2 separate regions of the Triticum aestivum genome follow, and region 2 is linked to region 1. Evidence: chromatin contacts called from public Hi-C data. All regions are on one chromosome and are shown on one strand. Each heading gives the region's core, a stretch centred on a gene start, on an enhancer-like site or on the middle of the called end of the contact. The rest is flanking DNA. Distances are from core to core; before and after follow the strand shown. Region 1 holds the start of LOC123190025 (protein DETOXIFICATION 49). Region 2 has its middle 34 kb from the start of LOC123190025.

Evidence for each region. Hi-C and Micro-C count contacts between places; a contact is called where the count stands out from the background.
Region 2: a Hi-C map of leaf shows a contact between it and region 1, with 2.5 times the contacts expected there. The contact joins the enhancer-like site here to the promoter of LOC123190025 in region 1. A contact is called at or near these places in 2 of 5 Hi-C or Micro-C datasets (leaf and root) and 1 of 1 datasets of contacts at active chromatin or transcription factors (leaf).

What each region holds. Positions count from the first base shown.
Region 1 is chr2A:656,640,831-656,646,184 of IWGSC CS RefSeq v2.1, reverse strand. LOC123190025 (protein DETOXIFICATION 49) reads right to left here and starts at 2,165. Exons shown (of 1, transcript XM_044602570.1): 1 at 51-2,165. The coding sequence starts at 1,946. The coding sequence ends at 279.
Region 2 is chr2A:656,675,178-656,680,886 of IWGSC CS RefSeq v2.1, reverse strand. No RefSeq gene overlaps it. Among protein-coding and RNA genes, the nearest start is that of LOC123190025, 34 kb to the right of the region's middle. Within about 2 kb of position 3,391, at least 2 of the 8 cell types and tissues checked have an H3K27ac peak or open chromatin away from gene starts, as enhancers often do. A contact at or near this core is called in leaf and root, where this site is marked.

The DNA of each region.
Region 1 (5,354 bases), core at 916-3,415:
ACTACTGCTGTTTTCAAAAAAAAAACCAAACAAGTACTACTACTACGTACTAGGAGGAGTAGATATTTTTCCCGATCTTCTCTAATAACAATCAGCAAAATCTTTACATGGCTACATTAGCAAATGTGAGCAAAATTTGTCAGCCCCTAGCTCCTCCCCCACCGCCCAAAATATGGCCAACGGGGGAGGGAATAAAAATGGTAAAAATAAGAAGCAGCAGAAGAGGGAGTAGATTACAATGCACACGCCCCCCGGCTCAAGCTGTGTCGTGGTAGCTATCAACACCGATCGTTCGGCCGCTCGATGTCCGCGTCGTCCATAAGCAGCCGCGACTTCTCGTCTCCGTCGGCCGCGCCAACTTTGCCCTGGGCGTCGGAGCCGGTGAGCTGCTTCGACCGCTTGGCCTCGGCCGCCCAGTCCGTGCGCCCGATCACCAGGAGCATGCGCACCATGCAGGTGGCCTGCGCCGCCAGCAGCCCCAGCCACAGGCCCTCGAAGTCGTAGTGGAACCAGAAGGCCAGCACCAGCGCCACCGGCGTCCCCACCAGGTAGAAGGACCGGAGGTTGATGTTGGCGGCGTCCTTTGGCCGCGCGCTGCCGCGCAGCACGCCGCACCCCGTCGTCTGCGGGCAGTTGCCCAGCTCGCACAGGCCCAGGATCGGCAGCACCGACGCGGTCAGCGCGATGATCGCCGGGTCGGCCGTGAACATGCTCGCCCACACGTTCCGGACGAGGAATGCGAACGCCGAGGCGAAGGCGCCGAACGCGAAGCCGAGCATGATCCCCGCCGTCGCCGCGCGGCTCGCCTGCTCCGGCTGCCCGGCGCCCAGCTCGTTGCTGACGCGCGTCGACACGCCGAAGCTGAGCGACGAAGGGAAGATGTATATGAGCGACGTGGTCTGGATCAGGATGCCCATGGACGCCACCGTGGCCTGCGGGTTCAGGAGCAGGCCGCACAGCAGGATCATGATCTCGTACCACCACCACTCGAGGCACACGCTCACGCAGCTCGGCAGAGCCAGGCTGATGAGCTCGCCCCACCCACGGAAGCTCTCGGCGGAGAGCGCGAAGCCGCCGGTGCGCTTGTGGACGCCTTTGAAGAAGATGTAGGCGAGAAGCAAGAGGAGCAGGTTCAGATTGGCCAGCACGGACGCCATTGCCACTCCCTTGACGCCGAGCCCGAGCACGGTCACCAGCACGTAGTTGATGGGCAGGTGGATGGCAATGGCGAGCGTGGCGCACACGGTGAGTGGCAGGTTTATGGACTGCATCCGGAGATATATCCTCACGGGATGGAGGAATGCCTGGAGGAGGAGGTCAGGCAGCGAGGCAAGAATGTAGGTCTCGGCGACGGCGGCGATGCCGGCGTCCTGTCCGCAGAGGAGGAGCAGAGGCCGCATGTGCATCCACAGGCCACCGATAGGGACGGCGGCCGCGATGAGGAGGAGCACCGTCCGCTGCACGGTGACACCAATGAGCGAGTAGTTACCCGCGCCGAATGCCTGGCCGCATATCGGCTCCATGCCCATGGCGAGGCCGGAGAGCACAGAGTATCCGGTGATGTTGGCGAAGCCGATGGCGAGGGAGCCGCCGGCGAGCGCCAGGCCGCCGAGACGGCCGAGGAAGAGCATCGAAATCATGGAGCGGAGGTAGAGCAGCAGCCCGGTGAGGATCATCGGGAATGCGAGGCCGAGAATGGAGCGCGCCTCGTCGCGGGCCGCGGTGGCCGACACGGGCGGCATCATCGGGAGCGCGATGCCCAAAGAAACGGACCAGGCTTCCTTCACCGCCCTGGCAAGCCGGCCGGGCGGCTTGCACGTGAGCACCGGCGCGGCCGCCTCGTCACCGCAGACCTGGACGACGACCTCCCCCGGCTTGGCGAGCAGGGGGGCGGTGATGACGCGGCCGTCCGGGCATGCCGCGGTGGCGCCTCCGCAGGACGTCATGGAGGGAAACAGAGGAGCGCTCTGCTCGTCGCCCTGCCGCTCGTGCGGTTCCGCAGAGCTTTTACGGCGCCGGGCGGTGTAACTCCCGGGCAATTTACCGCCTACTCAAGTACGACGCAGTTTAGTTTTGGACGGGGGAGAGAGAGAAAGAAAGGGGAGCGTTTTTTTCTCTTGTCTCCTCTTCGGAGGCGGGTGGTGCTTGGTAGGTGGAGCTCTGCGCCGCGCGGGGAAATGGGAGGCTCGCGGCGCCGCTTATATAGGCGCCGGAGGGGGGAGGGAGGGAGGGAGGGGTGCCGTTTACAATTACAATTCACACTTCTTTCTCGGGATGGTTTTTGTCGTTGCTGCTGTGTCCATCAGCGAGCCGCCCGTGTTAATTACCGTCCGTTTCTTCCGTCCCGTGGATACTTTCTACTCCTACCTCCGTGTTGAGCAACAGCATCAACTTGCTCTTTTTTCCCCCTTCAGTTACACACCTTCGCGTTAGCTTTTCTTTTTCCTTTTTGCGGATTTTGCCTTAACTAACTCGGTAACAGTCACTAGTAATTAAGTAGCATCGTCTGCAAAGGCTAGTCGCACTGGTCTAAGGTAATAAGGGCCTATTTGATTCCAAATAAGTCACCAACTTATAAGTCGAAAAGTGAAAAAAGTGACTTATTTTGCCAAACAGACCCGACTTATAAGTCATTCCAACTTATAAGTCATAAGTTGCTCCACCCCAACTTAAAACTTATAAGTCACCCCTCTTTTGCGTGGGTCCCACGACCTGCATGATGTTGATTGGTGTGGAAAGGTGTGTCAGGTGACTTATAAGTCAGGTGACAACCAAACAGGCGTGATTTATAAGTCACTAGTTTTAAGTCACCTGACTTATAAGTCGAGTGACTTATTGAAACCAAACAGGCCCTAAATCATAAGTCACTGCTAGTTGACAGGACTATTAATTTCATTAAAACCTTTGCTGTTGTCGGTTAACCAAATTTTAAGAGGATTGGGCAGGATTCTTGATCGGATGCATTTTGTCGATCGTGTCCATGACAAAAGATCCAGATACTAGAAAACATGGCATACGAACAAAGCTGGGTTCACAGGTATGGCTAGAGTAGTAGCGCCGTGCATTAGAATGTATGCAGGCACGGGCGAGATTTTGGTTGTCCATTTTCTTTATGTTTGACCCGCATTCCTTCGTTGTACTGAAGCTTTTTAAAAACCGATTCTTTCAACATACAAAACTATCAGGAAATGTAGGCAAGCGAATACATGTACGAATGCGTGTTATTTTACTAGACCTGGAGGGACAATGGCATTGTCTAAAGTTTTGCTTTGAGCTCATACATGGCCACGTTGCGAGAGGCAACCAACTTATCTCTTTGGAGCTGTAATGGTTTCTTTTATGCGTTGACAACGACAATTGCAGGCTTGGGATGAGAAAACAAAACACAAAGTCCACTGCAGGCAGGCTGGGGTATTGAAAGTCAAACTAGACCCTACTGATTCAGCGTGTTTTCTACTAAGAAAAGTCTCTGAATCGGCGGCATCACGCCGTACCTCGCCGGCCTGCAGCTAATAAACGGCCGGGAATAACTAAACTACGATGAGATAATGGGTTCCATAGACAAATGCCGTCTTCGTTTTTATATGTATATGTATACCCGTCATTTGTTGTGTCTGTCATCTTGTACTTTTCTAGTCACAAAATACAGCTCCAATGCTGCAAACCGATATTGTAAAAAACTGTTTGAAAAAGAGAAGTACAACCTTGCCGTGGCTTAGTTGAGAGATTGATGCCCCTTGGACCAATGCTTGAATTTGGATGGCAGACAGAGTGTGTGTGTTTTTTCTCTCTCCTTTTTTTCTCCTCTGAAGAGGAAGAGAGACACACCTACAGCTAGCGTACTTGGATATTGTTCTTCATGCTAACGACTAGTACGATCAAGAGAATTTCGAATGCCCAAGATGTTTATGATCGGTCGGTAAAGGCCGCAATAAGTCATAATAGGGTCGGCCATACGTGAGAAAAGCCATTGAACCAGACCTACCACCGTAGTTGGCTAGTGGTAAAATTATGGCACTAGTTGGAATCTTTACGGCTTGTTGTTAGCTACTAGTGGTAGCGATTTGAGGGTCTGATAACTAAGCTAAGCTAAGCCAAGGTGCTCTGCATCTTGCCGCCCTTGGTGCATCTTGCCCATAAAAGAAGAGGCAGGAACTTGTAGTTGGGCCGTGAGAAGCGGCAAGAAGCTTGCTTAAAACCAGGTGATTGGGAAACAATGGGCAGGTTCTCCCTCTCTCCCTCTCCCTCTCGCTCTCTCTCTCTCTCTCTCTCTCTCTCTCTCTCTCTCTCTCTCGGTGAGTTGGTGATGATGGAGATGCAAGTGTACATGTGGTTTTCACTTGCCCAATCCAGCGACGACCTAATCATTTGTGCCGCGATGCTACCCATATCAAGTAGCCTCTCTCACCCAACCCACTCGCTTCTTTCGGTCTTGGAGCAGATGCACACTAAGAATAGTAGTAATATGGGCCTGCGTATAGGGATTTCATGCATCATCATTATCTTGGACAGGTGCGCCGTGCAACATGCCATGTTACGCGTGAGCAAATCTAGGCCTCTCTGCCCTGCAACTTGCATTGTGTGAGGTCCGGTCCAAGCCAACATGCATGCATGCATGCATGCGCAGTACTGTAGTATGTGCGGCTTTGCTTAATACCTGCGCATACATGGGGATTGGGGAACTCGATTAGTGCATGCACCTTAGGGCACCACACTAATTTGCAAAGACCAAGCGGGCGTACTTAGTACTCCCTTCGGTCCTTTTTACTCTGCACATTGGTTTTGCCGAATGTCAAACTTTGCTAAGTTTGACCAAATTTATATTAGAAATTATTAGCATCTATAATATTTAATAAATATAATATGAAAATATATCCCAAGATGAATCTAATGATATTGGTGTTGTTATGTGAATGTCTATAATTTTTTATATAAACTTGGTCAAAGTTGGATGAGATTGACTTCAGACAAGCCTAATATGCAGAGTAAAAAGGACCGGAGGGAGTATATATAACCTACATACAGTATGACGGAAATTTATCGGGGTCCATGAGGACTAGTAGCAGCAACAGCGTCGTCCTTGTCTTGGCCGAGGAGAGGACCAACCGGGCGGGCAGCAGTGGGTGCATGGTCCAGGACGCACGGCCGGGATTGGGCGATGCAGATGCGGCCATGCAGCTCCGTGGTACGTCAGGTCTCTCTCTGCGTGCGTCCGTCGTTTTGGACTCGGACGCCCAGCTGCCACCACGGCCGAGACGACGCTGGACAAGAGATCGAGTCATCAAATCTTTGCTTGCACTGTTGGCCTGCCCGCCTCGGTGAATCGATGTAGTGGTTGCATGTGTCGGGCGGCG
Region 2 (5,709 bases), core at 2,142-4,641, 33 kb before region 1:
AATGTATAACGTTTATTTTTTTCATTGTGTATTCAAAATAATGTGGAATGTGCGTTTTACAAATGTTCAAAATGTATTCAGATAAATGTTCAACATTTATTAAAAAATGATCACGTGTATCTAAAAAAATTTGATTTGTATACTGAAAATGTTTGAAACAGAAAAATATCCAGTTTATCAATGTGTATCTAACCGATTTGTCATCTATTGTTCTGCTATAAATGTTCTACTTATCAACGTGTATATAACTGAATTATCTAGTTTTCAAATAGAGTACAGGCTGATTTTACTTTCAAATAGAAAAGCAAAGTCAATCGACCTTTCTGGAATAACTTATATGGGTTGCGCTGTCTACATCAAGTTCTTGCAGAGCTGGGCTGGATTTGCTGCTGAGCTAAAGTTATTGTACGGCCTTCTACTTGTCTCTATAATCTAGAGTGTGTATACTCTACAATCTATTGCGAATCAACCTGTGGTTGAGTTGGTTAGGTGGACAGTGGTATCCTCAACCCACCAGGGTTCAAATCCTGGTGCTCGCATTATTCCTGGATTTATTTCAGGATTTCCGGCGATATGCTTTCAGTGGGAGGAGACGTTCCCGTCGACGACGAGGTGCATGCGGTGACTTCGTAAATCTCAAGATGATATGCACGTCAACGACGAGGTGTCTGCGGTGACTTCGTAAATCTCAAGATGATATGCCGGCTCAGTCTCTCGGAGGTGCTCATAGGGATAGGGTGTGCGTGTGTGCGTTCATAGAGGTGAGTGTATGCGCGTGTATATGAGCGCTTGTGTCTGTACTGATGCTCAAAAAAAAAATACTCTACAATCTAAAGATTAAAGATTGGTCTTGCATGTCTGGTCCGGAAGTTCGTTTTGGGGCTAAAGTATGGCATGGCCTTCTATTGATTTTTGTTTAAGGACATCTCCATATGATATATGGATACATATAACTCAGAACTAATGGCTATTATTAGTACATATATACTTGAGATGGTAGATAGTGCTTTGTGGTTTTTTTTCTTCAAAAAGGAGGATAACCCCTGGCCTGATAATGCTTGTGGTGTATAGCAAAAAAGACCTTTTATGTTACTTTGCACGCATTATGTACTGTATCCAACAGTTCATTATTCGTCAACGGCGTGAAATGCACACCAGATTGGCTGCGATGATTTGGCTATGCATTGACTTTGTTTGTGTATTATAACTTCATTGCTTTATTTATAAAGCGGGATGAAAGCCTTTTTTATATTATAACTGACGTTTCAACAGCAGAACATCATGAGACAGTTCGTAATAGTACACCATGCAGCAAAGTCAGATTCTAAAGAATTCGAAAAATGAATTCAGCAAGTACTCGGTTGTACTAGCTGCGTTTACTTTTTAATCTGCTGTACGGATTAGACGCAAATGTAAGCGGAAATGGGTCAAATAATAAACTCTAAAGTAGACAAAATGGGTTGGGCAAACGGGATTATTATAATCTACCGCAATGTGAAACACAACCTTGGGGGCGATTTTCATCAAACATGTACCTTTAGTTTATGGTTCTTCAGTTAACTGTATCCACATTCCCGCAATTAAACCTGTATCGGTAGGATTATAACTGTTCATCTAGCAGCTTCTTCAGTTTTACCATGTGGTTTCCCATTTGTGACTTGTCTTCCAATACCTTCGTCCCTGCATCAATAGTAGAACCAGCTGTCGAATTTATAAGAAAATTTTGAACATCTGAATTTCCTTTCGGTTATAAAGTTTTTGTTTTATACGATTCTGCTTCTGCGGGTATTGAAAAAGTTCTAGGAAATATGCACGCTATGAGCTTTACCAAAGTGAGCTTCTTTCTATCAAAAGGAGATCCTTTACCGAACTAGTAGTACTTTGGATATGTTCGGTTATTCGGCAAGTGCGGTGTGCCACTTCCGCTCTGAACACTGCAAGTGTTAATCTATTGACAGATAACTAGATAAGCACTTTACCTCTGTCCATCCTGGCACAGTTCCTTCACTTCAAACAGATTCTTCAAGGACGGTTGACACATGACAGCACGTAGCAAAGTACACCACATAATACGGAGCAGTGTGCATTGACAAGAGCACTGACAAAGATGCATGTATATCGGCCATAGCACTAAGCCACTCACCACAACCAACAGAACCTCCATCGGAGATTCGGAGGGCACCCCCCTGGACCGGAACCGGTGCGAGCTCCAATCATTTTGAAACTGCTAAACTATTGAGACGCATAGCCAACAGTCAACACACCACCTCCTATCATCTCCATGCATATGCATGAGCGCTCCTTTTCCTTGCTTTATTATCGTCTTCCGTTCCGAGATTCTGATTCCGCGCTCGTTGCTCCCTCGCCCTCATGGCTGCTCTGCCCAGTTCTGTCCTAGGACGAGTGAAGCCCTAGATAATGTGATCCCTCAGACGACGTTGTTTTACTAGCTTATCCCAGCTGATTGATATGCTAAACAAAGCAATCTGAGCTAAGAAAAAGCTTACCCATGAGACCCCACATACATTACAGACTTAGTACAGTAGTGGCTACAGTACCTAATACTAGCAGTACAGCGTAGCCATATGAAACCTTATCTTTGCGGGTTATCTATCTAACTTTCTGTATTTTTGGTCGTCGAGCTTGACATTCCCCAGCCGAGCGAACGTGCACCTTGAAGAGGGACGAGGAATCCGGGAGAAGAAAACGATATCTCCCCGCCTCTTCTCCCGCGCTGCACCCGTCGCCGGTTGACGAGGCGTGCCTCATGCAGTTAACGGAACCCGGATGCAATCAGGCCTTAAATTATGGGCCTAAATAGTACAGTAATGCAAGGTAGCAACCTGCTGCTGTGCTGCAGCCTGATTTTGACAGCAGTACAAGTCCTCGTGCGACCGTGCGTGCGTGCGTACATGTAGGAACGGAAGAAAATCAAACCCAGCATCTCTGCATCTGGAAGGACCAAATCAGGGGGAGAGCGAGAGCAGATGACCGAGACTGAAGAGCGGGAAGATTTTACGTGTCTCGGGCCGAAACGGATGGCAACACGACATGGTACGGTCAGACATGCATTGCCAACCTTGTGCTTGGACTAGGTCATAACTCATACGTACGTACGTACCGGGGAATCACCTGGCTGGATCGTATTAGTAGTAAGTTTCCCCAGGTTGTTCCATCATTTTCCTCAAGGTTGGGTCGAAACCGGAAAAGACCGGTGCCGACGAGCGACGGCGCTGAATGTTTCCTCGGAAGCAACCAATTCAGCGGTCCAGCTTGGGCGCCCCGAGTGCGACCGCCGCCGCGTCGTCGGCGGCCGTCTAATGACCACCCCGACGCACCAACCAACCAACCGCTCGCTGTCACGACTTTCCACCGGTGCAGGTGCAACGCGGCCCGCCCCATCGCCACCCGCTTCCACAACTGGCCAGCAGCGACGCACGGGGACGGGACGGATGGATCCACCGTCACCCGACTGGATTTTCCCCCGGATCGCCCCGTGCTCCCCGCCACCAGACACGGCCGTCACGAGCCCCTCGCCCGCCGCTGCCCCCGGCCGGTGCAGAAAAGGCGAAACCAGCTCACGGGTCACGAGGGCCGGCCGTCGCCCTCAGCCATATCTCCCGGCGACGTGCGTGGTTTCTCTTCCCCCCGGCCTAGCCTAGCTCGGCTGGCCGCTGTTCAAAGCGCGGCGGTGTTGCGGCCGCGGCAAGATAGACACGTTCGTTCTTTTCGCGGCGGGTTTGCCGTGGCGGAATTGAATTGACCACACTAGTTTACAGTTCGTGTTTTAGGCATCAGTCCATCCATCTTAATCTGCACGGGTCATCGACTCGGCCGCTTTTCGCTCCTTCCGCTGCCGCACGAAAATGGCGTGCGTGCGTCGCGGTGGTGTCGTAGTCTCCGGATGCGTCCCGGAAGCTGAAACCGGTCGTCGGAAGCGACGGATCCTACTGGCCACGAACGCCACCGAACCACCGAGGACGAGGGTCTCATAACTCCACTAGGAAGCTGTTTGTTTCTTCGAGTGTTCTCCCGTTGAAACCAAGTCGCCAATGCCATGCATGCATGCGATGCGATGCGATTAGTATTCAGCTGCCGCCGCCGGCCGGCCGTGCGCCGGGCCGATCGAAGATGCATGCACGGCCAGGTGCGATCTATCGGCGTCGCTGTACGAGTCGGTGGATACTGGGTCCCGTGAGTTTGACAGGATTTGCGCGGCCGGTCGCCGGTCCGGCCGCCGTACTTGCACCGCTGACTCGTTTTATCTCTATATATAATCCAACCCACGCAACGCGAGTACGTACGAGCGAAACAATGGAAATCGCAAGGGAAGGACGTGGCCTGACGGCACAAGATAGGGGCCGTGCGTACGTGCCGACGTGGTGCGTGCCATCATGCAAGTAAAAATACTCCTAGATTGCCTTGGAAGAACAACAAAATATCGAATCTATCACAGGTCGTGCAGCTGTTAACAACGTCGAGTAGCCTTGGAGACGCGTACATGCATACAGCTACGCGACGATGGTAACGTACGGGAGAGGCAGGTTTTTCTAGTATTTGTTTTCCCCTTGATGTGATCCGGACGAGATGTCGACCTGCTCGATTGGCTCCATCGCCCATGGGTGAAGATATGCATGCATGGACGCCGCAACTCGAAGGTGGCGGCGGTGAACTAGAAGAAGCAAAAGGCTAATTTCGTTAAGAGAGAGATAAACACCAAGTGTGAAACGCGGTGATTCGTCTGTGTCCTCTAGTATCTTACGATCGATAATCTTCAAACTGTATATATATTATTATCATGAGAGAAGGTCCATAGGCTGGCCAAGACGTGATAGAGGACATATGAATGATGCATATGAGGAATAAGCTGAACGGCGACACGGTATAATTTACGGTTTTTGTCAAAGAAAAATTTGTGTGTGTGATAAAATATCAAGCAATGTTCTGCTGGTTTTTCTAGTCTTCGGTGCCCACTTCGACAACAAGGAGGGACGGGGCATGGGGACGATGGAGAAGTGTCGGAACACAGTCTAAGTATTTCTTCATGATGTATGTTGTGTATCTATGGTATGAGGTCTTGACAATGTAGGCAATGTTGTATCATACACAATTAAGAGTCACCTTGCCCAACCATCGTCCTAATGGTAATCATAGCCGAGATGACACACATTGGGAAGATTATTGTCCGACGATTCGACATGTTAAGGCGACAGTGAGGCCAAGTTTGTTCGCACAATGTGGTTCTCTAGTTTCACGTTTTTGTGTTCACAATCTTTCTTCCCGAAATACGGTAATGAAACAACAATTCAGGATCCTGTCTTGCGGTGGGTGTCTCCTTCCATCATAGTGGGTGTCTCCTTCCATCATAGTACGTTCAACGATATTATGTTCTTACCTATATTGGGGTGGGCGACGCATGCAACCTTTCAAAACCTATGGGTCAATCTAGCTTTTGCAGTTCCTCTGTAGTTTTTCCACTGTTAGCTCAAAACTCAAAAGACGGAGCCAGAGGAATCGACTTCGAAGAACTTTCATGTATGTTTTAGTGCATCAGTTATGTTTCAAGTCCTTCCTTGTTCTATTCATAAAAAAGAGAATTCTAGTTAACGGTTCCAATTCGTCCTGAATTTTATAGCATGTGACTAGGAATCCACTTTCTCTCCCTTTTCATCTGAATAGAAAGAAGCGAGAAGTTTCCTCCATCTGATG